Linked DNA regions of Zea mays: regions 2 and 3 are each linked to region 1. A link is a contact called in public Hi-C data. All regions are on one chromosome and are shown on one strand. The core of a region is the stretch at or near the end of the contact, and the rest is flanking DNA. Distances in the headings are between cores, read along the strand shown. Region 1 overlaps LOC100193040. Region 2 has its middle 17 kb from the start of LOC100274380. Region 3 holds the start of LOC103643599 (F-box/LRR-repeat protein 15).

What was found. A called contact is a pair of places that touch in the nucleus more often than the background predicts.
Region 2: a Hi-C map of tassel shows a contact between it and region 1, with 5 times the contacts expected there. The contact joins two enhancer-like sites. A contact is called at or near these places in 7 of 25 Hi-C or Micro-C datasets (endosperm, leaf, leaf mesophyll and 1 more).
Region 3: a Hi-C map of ear shows a contact between it and region 1, with 2.9 times the contacts expected there. The contact joins the promoter of LOC103643599 here to the enhancer-like site in region 1. A contact is called at or near these places in 6 of 25 Hi-C or Micro-C datasets (ear, endosperm, leaf and 1 more).

What each region holds. Positions count from the first base shown.
Region 1 is chr1:249,777,837-249,781,041 of Zm-B73-REFERENCE-NAM-5.0, reverse strand. LOC100193040 reads left to right here. Exons shown (of 14, transcript NM_001358599.1): 13 at 552-731; 14 at 809-1,137. The coding sequence ends at 970. Among protein-coding and RNA genes, the nearest start is that of LOC100193040, 23 kb to the left of the region's middle. Within about 2 kb of position 1,796, at least 10 of the 20 cell types and tissues checked have an H3K27ac peak or open chromatin away from gene starts, as enhancers often do. A contact at or near this core is called in ear, leaf mesophyll and tassel, where this site is marked.
Region 2 is chr1:249,504,047-249,506,987 of Zm-B73-REFERENCE-NAM-5.0, reverse strand. No RefSeq gene overlaps it. Among protein-coding and RNA genes, the nearest start is that of LOC100274380, 17 kb to the left of the region's middle. Within about 2 kb of position 1,412, at least 15 of the 20 cell types and tissues checked have an H3K27ac peak or open chromatin away from gene starts, as enhancers often do. A contact at or near this core is called in leaf mesophyll and tassel, where this site is marked.
Region 3 is chr1:250,240,913-250,244,154 of Zm-B73-REFERENCE-NAM-5.0, reverse strand. LOC103643599 (F-box/LRR-repeat protein 15) reads right to left here and starts at 1,597. Exons shown (of 17, transcript XM_020546794.1): 1 at 783-1,597. The coding sequence starts at 1,183.

The DNA.
Region 1 (3,205 bases), core at 547-3,046:
ACGTTTTGGTTTTTCTAGATACACTGCTTTTCCTATGTATCTAAATACAGTGAGTGTATATCTAAGTGCATAGTAAAAGCTACGTGTATCTGGAAAAACTAAAATATTTTATAATTTAGAATGGTTAGCTTGTGCCTTGTAGTTTTCCTATTGGTTCCAACAATTTAGAGTTACTTTGCATGTATACAAATGAGGCTACTGCTTTGCCATGTCATATAATTTGCATTTGTCTTTTGCCCCCTCAGACAACAAGTATGTTTACATTTTACCTGGATTCTGTAGAATCTGGCCTCTTAGAGTCTTAGCGTATTTTATGGTTGAACCCTCTGGAATTTAATATTGGAGAATCACATTTTGCTAATCTGTATTTCTGGGCTATTGTTTTAAGTTTTTTTACAAGAATTGTTTTAAGACTTGTATGCACTACCGCTAGTAATTAAAGAAAACTTGTGGTTCACATTCCGGTTGACTAGTGATGTTGGTGTTGTTTATCATAAAACACTCGGAAACATGCTGCTGCCTTCATTTTGGCTTTCGACCACTTCCTGCAGATTCTTGAGCCGTGTAAAGAACTGGCAATGCAACTTATGGAGCTGGGTCTGCAGCACCCGCCAACGAGGAAGCTGGGCATGGACATGCTGAGGGAGCGAGGCCTGCATCACGACTACGTGACTGCGATGCTGCAAGATGGGTACTACTTGGAGGCCCTGCGCTATGCCAGAAAATACAAGGTCCTTGGCTTTGCTTTGATTCGCTCTTCCCCCTTTCACCTTGCATACGCCGATGACTGACGCGAGGATTCGCCCAGGTGATCACCGTGCAGCCTGCCCTATTTCTGGAGAAAGCCCTGGCGAAGAACAGCGCCCACAACCTGGCTGCAGTGCTGAGCTTCTTCTGCGAGTTCACTCCGAGCTTCAAGGCCACATCGGACTTTGTCAGATACCGGCATATTCTGTCTGAAATGGTTTGAACAGCTTTCCGTTGTGCAAACTTGTTGTCCCGAAATGACTTGGCACGTCCTCTGTAACAAGCAACGTCACCTCGGAGGGTACTTTTATTTAATTCTTTTGGTCCCTCTTGCAGAAAATAATATTTTATTGTTGTGAATAAAAAAACGTTGCAATTACCGATGAAAAACAAGTCTGGCTTGAGGCTAAGATGATCGCTTCCCGCTCGCCGACCATGCAGCTAGCCATCTCGTCACTTATGCTACTCCTAGCTATGGATGGCCAAATAGGTGTTAAATGGGCATACACTAAATACGGTATTTCTAGTAGTGCTTCGGTATAGCATGAGCATGATTCATATAGTACCAGTGTAGGTACGATACGTGTCTAGTGCTGTGTTTGGGTCATCACCCCGACGCGATGGGCTGACAATAGTATGATACGATTAAGTGACCGACATAGTTAGACATGACTTAGACCAACCGATGGTATATAGATGTGATTATGATATATGCATGAGATTGTAAATTGTTATTTATTATGATTTTAAATATAATGAATTTATTTTATAATGATATAAATATATAAGTTTTAAAATTATATATATAATCTTAAAGATCTTCTATATTTTTAGCTTTGTTTAGGCTGGTACGAACACTATTATGTGTTAACGTTGTATAGCGCTGACACGATATGATTAAGCACTATAGTGTAGTGACTTTGTCGCTGGTTAGACACTAGTGCCGACACGGTACGGCAAGATATGTCTGATAGGGTTAGTGCCAATACCAGTGCCGGATGACCTGTTTGACCATCAATACTACCCAACGACCGCTTTGGTCTTGGTCTGGAACTCGAACGCGTCAGTTATGTCCAGCCGTCTTCGGAAGTGGCGTGCTCGTCGCCGGGCCTGTAGCCCTGTATCATGTCCACGAAGCGCTTTTCGGTCACGGGCGCCTGGAAATGCACGGTGAACAGCCAAGCGATCCTGCGCTTGAAGTCCGGCAGCCAACGGCGGTTGTTGACGACGAAACTGGACTCCGCGGCGGCCTTGATGAAAGGCTGAAGGCCAGTTTGGCAGCGAGACGCTCGCACTAATCTCCACGGCTGCCGTCGTTGGCGCATTTGGTTTCTAACGGGCCGTAAATTTGGATATCCATTTCGAACTTAGTATGCATTTGGTTCAGCTTACTAATCAGATTTGCAGCCCCGGTCCTATGATTTTGAGGGACTCGCGAACTGATTGAGGTGGCTGTCTAGACTATATAAAAATTCTATAATATACAACGGTACAATGCAGATTAGCATTTCGTAGGTAATTGATGATGTGCACTGAAATTAATTTTTAAAATATCTAAGACGCTAGATAATATACAACGGTGCAGATTAGCACTTCGCATGTTGAGAAATAAGAACGACGATTGCAGGTTAACTTGAATCCTGATCGCTCGATCGTGCGTGCTTGGTGCCTGCGCAGTGGTGCCCAGCGTCCTAGAATCATGAATGGCTAGACCGGCGAGATGGCGAACGACGATCGCGTGGAGGGTGTGGTCGCACAGAAGCGCACTCGTGTGGAGGTGTGGGTATGACAGTTGGGCAGTGGGCAGCGCGTGTTGCGCGGTCCGTGTGCGGCATGCGTCCATATGCTAGCGACGATACTGGCTTGTTGGCTACCCCTACTATTTTATTACTACCATATAGCCCGTGCTAATGCTACGTTTCTTGGAAGGGGAGGAGAGGGGGTGGACGACGATGGTGGCAGCGCGAGGGGAGGGGTTAACAACAGTGGAGACGCTGAGAGGGGAGGATTGAAGGATGAGAGATGATTCAAATAATATTATCCATTAGATTTAAGCAAGGGAGATGAGGTTATTCAACAATCTAAACCGTTGGTTTTCATGGTGTGTTAAGTATGTGTGCAATTTATTTGGTGGATGTAGTGAAGATTATAGGTGTGTGGATTATTTGGTTGGATGAGTTTTCAAAGTTTAAACTTGTGAATTATATAGTGGTATAGATAGATACTAAATATTGGACCCCTATTAGTTTTGGGCCACCGGCCTTCGCCTCCGTTGCATTGCCTCTGCATATTTGCTGCTAAAAATCTAAAATCTCAACTAAATGGATACAACAGCAGAATAGATTCATCAAAATTTATAGATTTCGATAGTTTAATTCAGAATTACCTTCTACTCTGGATTTTTCAGATTCATTTATCTATGATATAAGTTATCATGCTCTTATAGAATCTATAGTTG
Region 2 (2,941 bases), core at 163-2,662, 270 kb after region 1:
AGCTACTATAGTAGTATCAATTTGAGTAAAACACCCTTGAAGTATGGCTCAGTCAAGGGCATTCTAAACCTAGACTGACAGTGGCGTTGGTCTAAATTTGGAGCCAAATTATGGATGATCTAGTTAGATTAAGGCTAGGGTCACTGTGACAAAGTTGAAGATGTTATATAGGAGAACAAATTTGCTAAATTCAAGTTGGTATGTTAGTACTTGGAAATGGGAGTAATATGCCCTCAAAGTAGCTCTGTCAGACACACCGAAAGGGAGTATTGCATTGTACAGTAAACAGAAGAAGATCCCTTCACCGCCGGTGTGCTTTGCGCCGTGATCCACGCTCGGCGCTGTGATTCACGCATGGCTAAGGATGGCAAAGGCATGGTGAGTAAAAAGATCGACGGAGGGGTGAAAAGATCACATGAGGGTTGAATTGGAGCTCTGCGCTGTCGTGCCCACTTGCCCAGCGATGTGGCCGAGCGGCCGTCACCTTGGTGGTTGCTGACTTCCTCGGTTGTGCCATGCCAGGGACCAATTCACCACGTCACTATGACCGTGTCAGATAGCGAGTTACCCCTCCTTGAGCCATTACACTACTGCGCGCCATGAAGCTTACCCAGTGAAAAATTTCACCGTCGTGGAGTTCAATCCCATCTCAAATTCGCAAAGCAGGTGGCCGGCCTCTTTAAATTGAGTGCCTTTTGTGTTTTGCCCTTCTCTTACAAACCCAGTCCACCCTTAGCCAGCCCTTCACGTCCACCATAGCTCGTACGCTTCGGATTTCCCCGAAATTAGTCACCATCGCCGCCGTGAGAAGCTTCCCCGTGGCTAGAGCCCCTCCTGTATGTTTATCCCCCTCTAGTCTATGTTCTAGCATCCTTACAGTCTCTTGTTGCTCACTGACTACCGATCGAACGCTACCACAGCGAAGAACCGAGAACATTATGTCGCCGCTCGGGAACTCGCCATAGACCGTCTCCACGTTCACTCGTTGCTCCATCCATTCGCCTGCCTTACCGACCGTCATTCTAGCCTTCTGGTGAGCCACTAATACTCTCTAAGCTCCTATGTTAAAACGCTACCGCCTTGTGCTGAGAGGAACAGCCTTGTCGGAGCTCTAGCTCCACCGTCGTCGTGGGCAGATAAGAATTAGGGGAGGATCAGTCAAATTAGTCTCGGTAATGTGCCCGGGCAGTCTCTAGTGTGGTGCCTATGTGCTTGCTACCACTGGTAAGGGTCACCAACGATGAGCCCCTTGGCCAGAGCTAGGTGTTTGATCAACGCACAATCGGGGACTTGAAACCGTAAAGAAATAGAAGTAGGAAGGTTTAAGTGAAGATGTCAGTGACATGTGGAATAGTACCGTGGACTCATGCCTGGTTATTTGAATGGCTAGGGGCCTTTGCGTAAAGTCACGGACATGGGCGCGGGTACTTTCCTCTACTCGTGGGCCGACCCGGGTTCGTTTGAGCCCAGTACTATTTACGCTTTATTCTTTTCTTTTTGTTGGTAACTTACAAAATCCAGTAAAAATAGTAGAAAAATGGTAAAATCATGAGACCAATTTTAATAGACTCATGAAATCATATAGTATTTAATAAAATAGTTTCAAGATTTTTATTGCAAATAATTATATAGCTTTTAAATATGGTTATGCAAAGTTTATTAGAATTTTAGAAATATATTAGGAGTTTCAAAATCATCAAAGCTTTTGGTAGACTTGGTGTTGGCCCTTGTTCTCGAATACTATACATCAAGAACAAAGCAACATAATTGTTAATGATTAAAGATTTTCGTCCTTCGAAGCATTATCTCCCTTGGGATATAATGATCCTCGGGCGAAGGTCATGAAGGACATACCTTCATCATTTCAGTGAATTAGTATAAACAAAGACACATAGAACACAAAAGAAGATGAATAATCATTACAAATCAATAGGTTATCTCTATTATCATTTTATAAATATAGATAAACATCAATGACATTTATATTACATTAATACATTCGTCTTAGCAGAAGGTGAAAATGAGAGAGTGATGCGAGAACAATTACAATCCGGCGTGAACAGTACGGTGTTACTGTTCATCTGTTTATAGGCACGGGACACAGCCCGGACAAAATTACATTCATGTACCTAACATTTATTGCTAATCATAAGGCGAGCTATCAAGGGCTGAGTAGTCTTTCCCCTTTAGGTCGGTTTCATCTTTCACCTTCATCATCATACTAAGCCGAAGCTCCTTCAGCCACAGCTTCGGTGTCCGTTCATCCTACCCTCGGATTGTATCTCCATATCACGTATACCTTCATCTCAAAGCCAAAGCTTCCTGTAATAGTTTATGTTACAATAAAAACATATTAGTCACGTTTTTGAGGACCTTTGGAAGAGAAAGGCCCCCAACAGTAGCCCCTCGCAGTATTAATTTGTTTCTATATTAACAAATTTAGACTGCGACGTGAACGAAGGCCTTTAGCCGAAAGTCCAAAAAAACACCTTCCCTCGCTAGAATAGCGAAAGACACTGACATGCAGGGCCCACCAAACTATGATGCGCTGGGCATATTAATAGGGACTCACATTGATAGCGTTTGATGTGCCATCTCAACTGCTTGCGCTATTTTTGTCATTCTTAATTTTCTTGCTCTGCCAAGTTTTGATTAATTTGCAAGCTTCGGCATTTGCACAACCGTTGATTAAATGGCTGAAGTGAAGAAGGTTGTTGACCCTGCATTGGCTGGGTTTTATGTAGCTATGGAGAAGACAAACACAGAGAAAAATCACCAATGAAATGTTGGATGGGTTGTCTGAGGATTCTGGCGAGAGCGAAAGTTTTGATTTGGAAAGTGGAAACAAAGATGATGAAGATCGGCCCTGGCGGCCGAGTCATATCATCTTTGGAAAGTCATCCATCAAGCAGAGTCAGATTGATGCTATGAAAGGGAGATA
Region 3 (3,242 bases), core at 348-2,847, 460 kb before region 1:
ACTGCGTCAGGCCAGTCATTCCTCAAACAATTTACAATTTGGATTGGACAGAGTAACTTAGTCTTCACGAATATAGTTGGAAGGGACAATTTTGTGAAAATTCATAGGCTAACATGTGACTTAAATGTTGCATCTAAATAATCAATAGGAATAGATGGAGATAAAATAAATCGCTCTCAATGGAGGTTTCATGCGCTTTCCAATACCTTAGAAACGGGTTGACATAGTTTCAGAAAGGTGAAAGTAGTTTCACCTATTTCATTATGAAATGTAGTGCCATGTCATCAAAAATCCTATGTGGCATATCAATTAATTCTATGTGACATACTAATTACTCTCATGAAACTGTTATTGAGAATGGCCTTAGAGCAAACACTTTCTCCATTGATCCATTTGTGGGTCCTTTATCATTTCAAACCAGGGAGGCAGTGATTACAAAAACAACACTTCAGGCAACTGCATTACATCTTTGCTACCGTTGTTAGAATGGGCTCAGCATTTCAACATACACGAACATCAAAAAATGCACTGCATAAATTTTCATGCTTGAGTTCAAGACATCTTAGGTATCCTCCACATACATGCAAAAGAACAAGACCTTAGGTTGCAACTCCACATCAATTACATAATGCATGAAGTGCAGCTTCGTTTCAATTTCACTAGGCAGGTTTTCCTGAAACTACTATCAATAGGATCTAGAGAAACAAAACATTTAAACGAACAACAAAAAGTCCACATCATGCAAAATACTAAAGATGAGGAGCAACATTGGCATAACTTACTCGCCAAAGTGTCGTACTCTGAGCCGTTTATTCTGCAGGTCTCTGTCTTCATCCTCTTCGTTCAGCTTGCCCCACCCAACCTCCATACTGCCACCCGCTTGGGGATCGTCTAGGATACCACCAAACATGTCATGGAACCCAAGAGAAGAGATGGATTGTCCGCCCAAGGCCCTTTCCACACCCTGCGAGCTCCCAGCGGCGTCGGGGTTCCACTCCGGCAGAACCGGAGTCCAGTTAAGTGAGCGGGGAGCGGCCTCCTGCCGCGGCGGGAGGTGCCAGACTCGCCGCCCCAGCGACAGCGCGAGTTCCGGCTCCTCTCGCACCTCCTCATTCCCCTCTTCGTCGTCACCGGCGCCACCGCCAGCGCTCTGTACGCCCTTCATCCGGCCCCCATCCGCCATGCCCTCACGCCAAAAGACCAAAACCAAACCCTAGAACCATGCCCGGCGCCACTTACGGCCGCCCAGACCTGAACGAGCCTCCACCCACGCGTAACCCAACGGAGCTCACCGATTTGACACCACGGCACGGTGAATTCCACCGGATTCGGTCGAATCGGCACGGCCCAGCCGCGCACGGCCACCGGTAGTGCTGGCGCGCACGACACAGGAGCGAGTCCTCGGCGAGGTGGGCGGGGCCTGCGTCCGTACACGTATTCTCGAGTGGGGCCGAACCGGCTGGGCGGATCTGCGCGGCGTGGAGACGGCGGTGGTGGCCGCAGGCTCGCGAGCGCTCAGGGAGAGAGGGTGCGGGGGATTGAGAGGGACGGCTCGAGACAGAGGTGATGGGGCGCGGCCATATTTGTGCTATAGACTGACAAGACATTTGCAATTTTGTCATTATCATTTATGAGCTTCGCTACTATATTATCGGATCTATAAATCATTGTCACAAATGATTCTATCAATCATAAACATGAGATGGTATAATAACATAAAGCTAAAATGGAGTGTAAATAACAAATTTCTCTAGCCATAGAGCACTGGGTCACGACAACGACTGTGTTGGAGACTTGTTCTCAAATGTTATGAGTTAAGAACAAGGCAACACAAAAAGGTTAAACGTTAAAGTCTTTCGTTCTTTGAAGCATTATTTTCCTTGAGATATAACGATTTTCAGACGAAGATTATGAAGGACATACCTTCATCAGCATAATACATAATAACGAAGAGGGAACCATATGAAATATATAAAAGAATAACATAAACAATCATATATTATTATCAACTCGTTTCTATTTTATTATTGTAGAAAGATAGAAATAATGTCAAATTATAAATGTACCTTAGCTCGAAAGAAGGTAAGGGTACAAGTGTGATGCAAAAGCAAATGCCAGATCAACGTGAACAGTACGGGAGCACTGTTCACCTATTTATAGGCACGGGACGCAGCCCATGTAAAATTACACTCATGCCCTTTACATTTACTAATAACTCTATAGTAATCCATCGGGGTCTAAATAGCCTTTTCCCCTTTAAGTCGGTTTCCTTTTCTGCTATCACGCCGAAGCTCCCCTGCACATAGCTTCGGCTCTGCACCATCCTTCGTATTCTTTGTGCTTCTTCACACTGTGGTTTTGACCCAAGTCCGAAGGTACCTGTTCATGTATTATACTCCAGAAACATTATTAAATCATGTTTTTGAGGACCTTCGGAAGCCGAAGGCCCCCAACAGTAGCCCCTCGCAATATTAATTTGTTAGAATGGTAAATTCAGATTGCGATATGGACGAAGGCCCTAAGCCCAAGGTCCGAAAAAACATCTTCCTTTTGCTAGAATAGCAACAGTCAATGACAAGCGGGGCCCTCCAACTTGCAACGCACTAGGCGTATAAATAAGAGCATACCACGAGCTCATTTGGCATGCTTTTTGCCATCTGCTCTGCTTGCTCAATTTTTAGCTCTTGCCTACAAACGCTTGCCTGGCTTTTTAGATTTTCTAAGCTTCTGCCTTAAGAGCACATTTTCAGCATTTTCGAAGAGATGTCTCAAGATAAGAAAGTTGTCGCTGAAACGAAGCTGAGTCTTTCTGAGGAGAAGAATCTTGGCTTTATTGAATCAATAACAAAGACAAATACAGAGAAGATTACTAGAGAAATTTTAGAATGCTTATCTGAAGACACCGGTGATAGTGACAGTTATGATGTGGAAAGTGGTGGCGAAGACTCCGAAGATCGACCCTGGCGACCAAGTCATACAGTTTTCGGAAAATCAAGTATTAAACAGAGTCATCTTGATAATATGAGGGGAAGATATTTCCGAGATATGTCTGTTGTGAGGGCAGATGATGGAGACAGGACTGTTCCTACTCCCGAAGAGAATGAAGTTGTGATCTTCCGAAGCTTTTTTAAAGCTGGGCTTCGGTTCCCCTTAAGCAAATTTGTGGTTGAAGTTTTAAAGATATATCAGGTCTACCTTCATCAAATTACTCCCGAGGCAATCATAAGAATGGGAATCTTCGT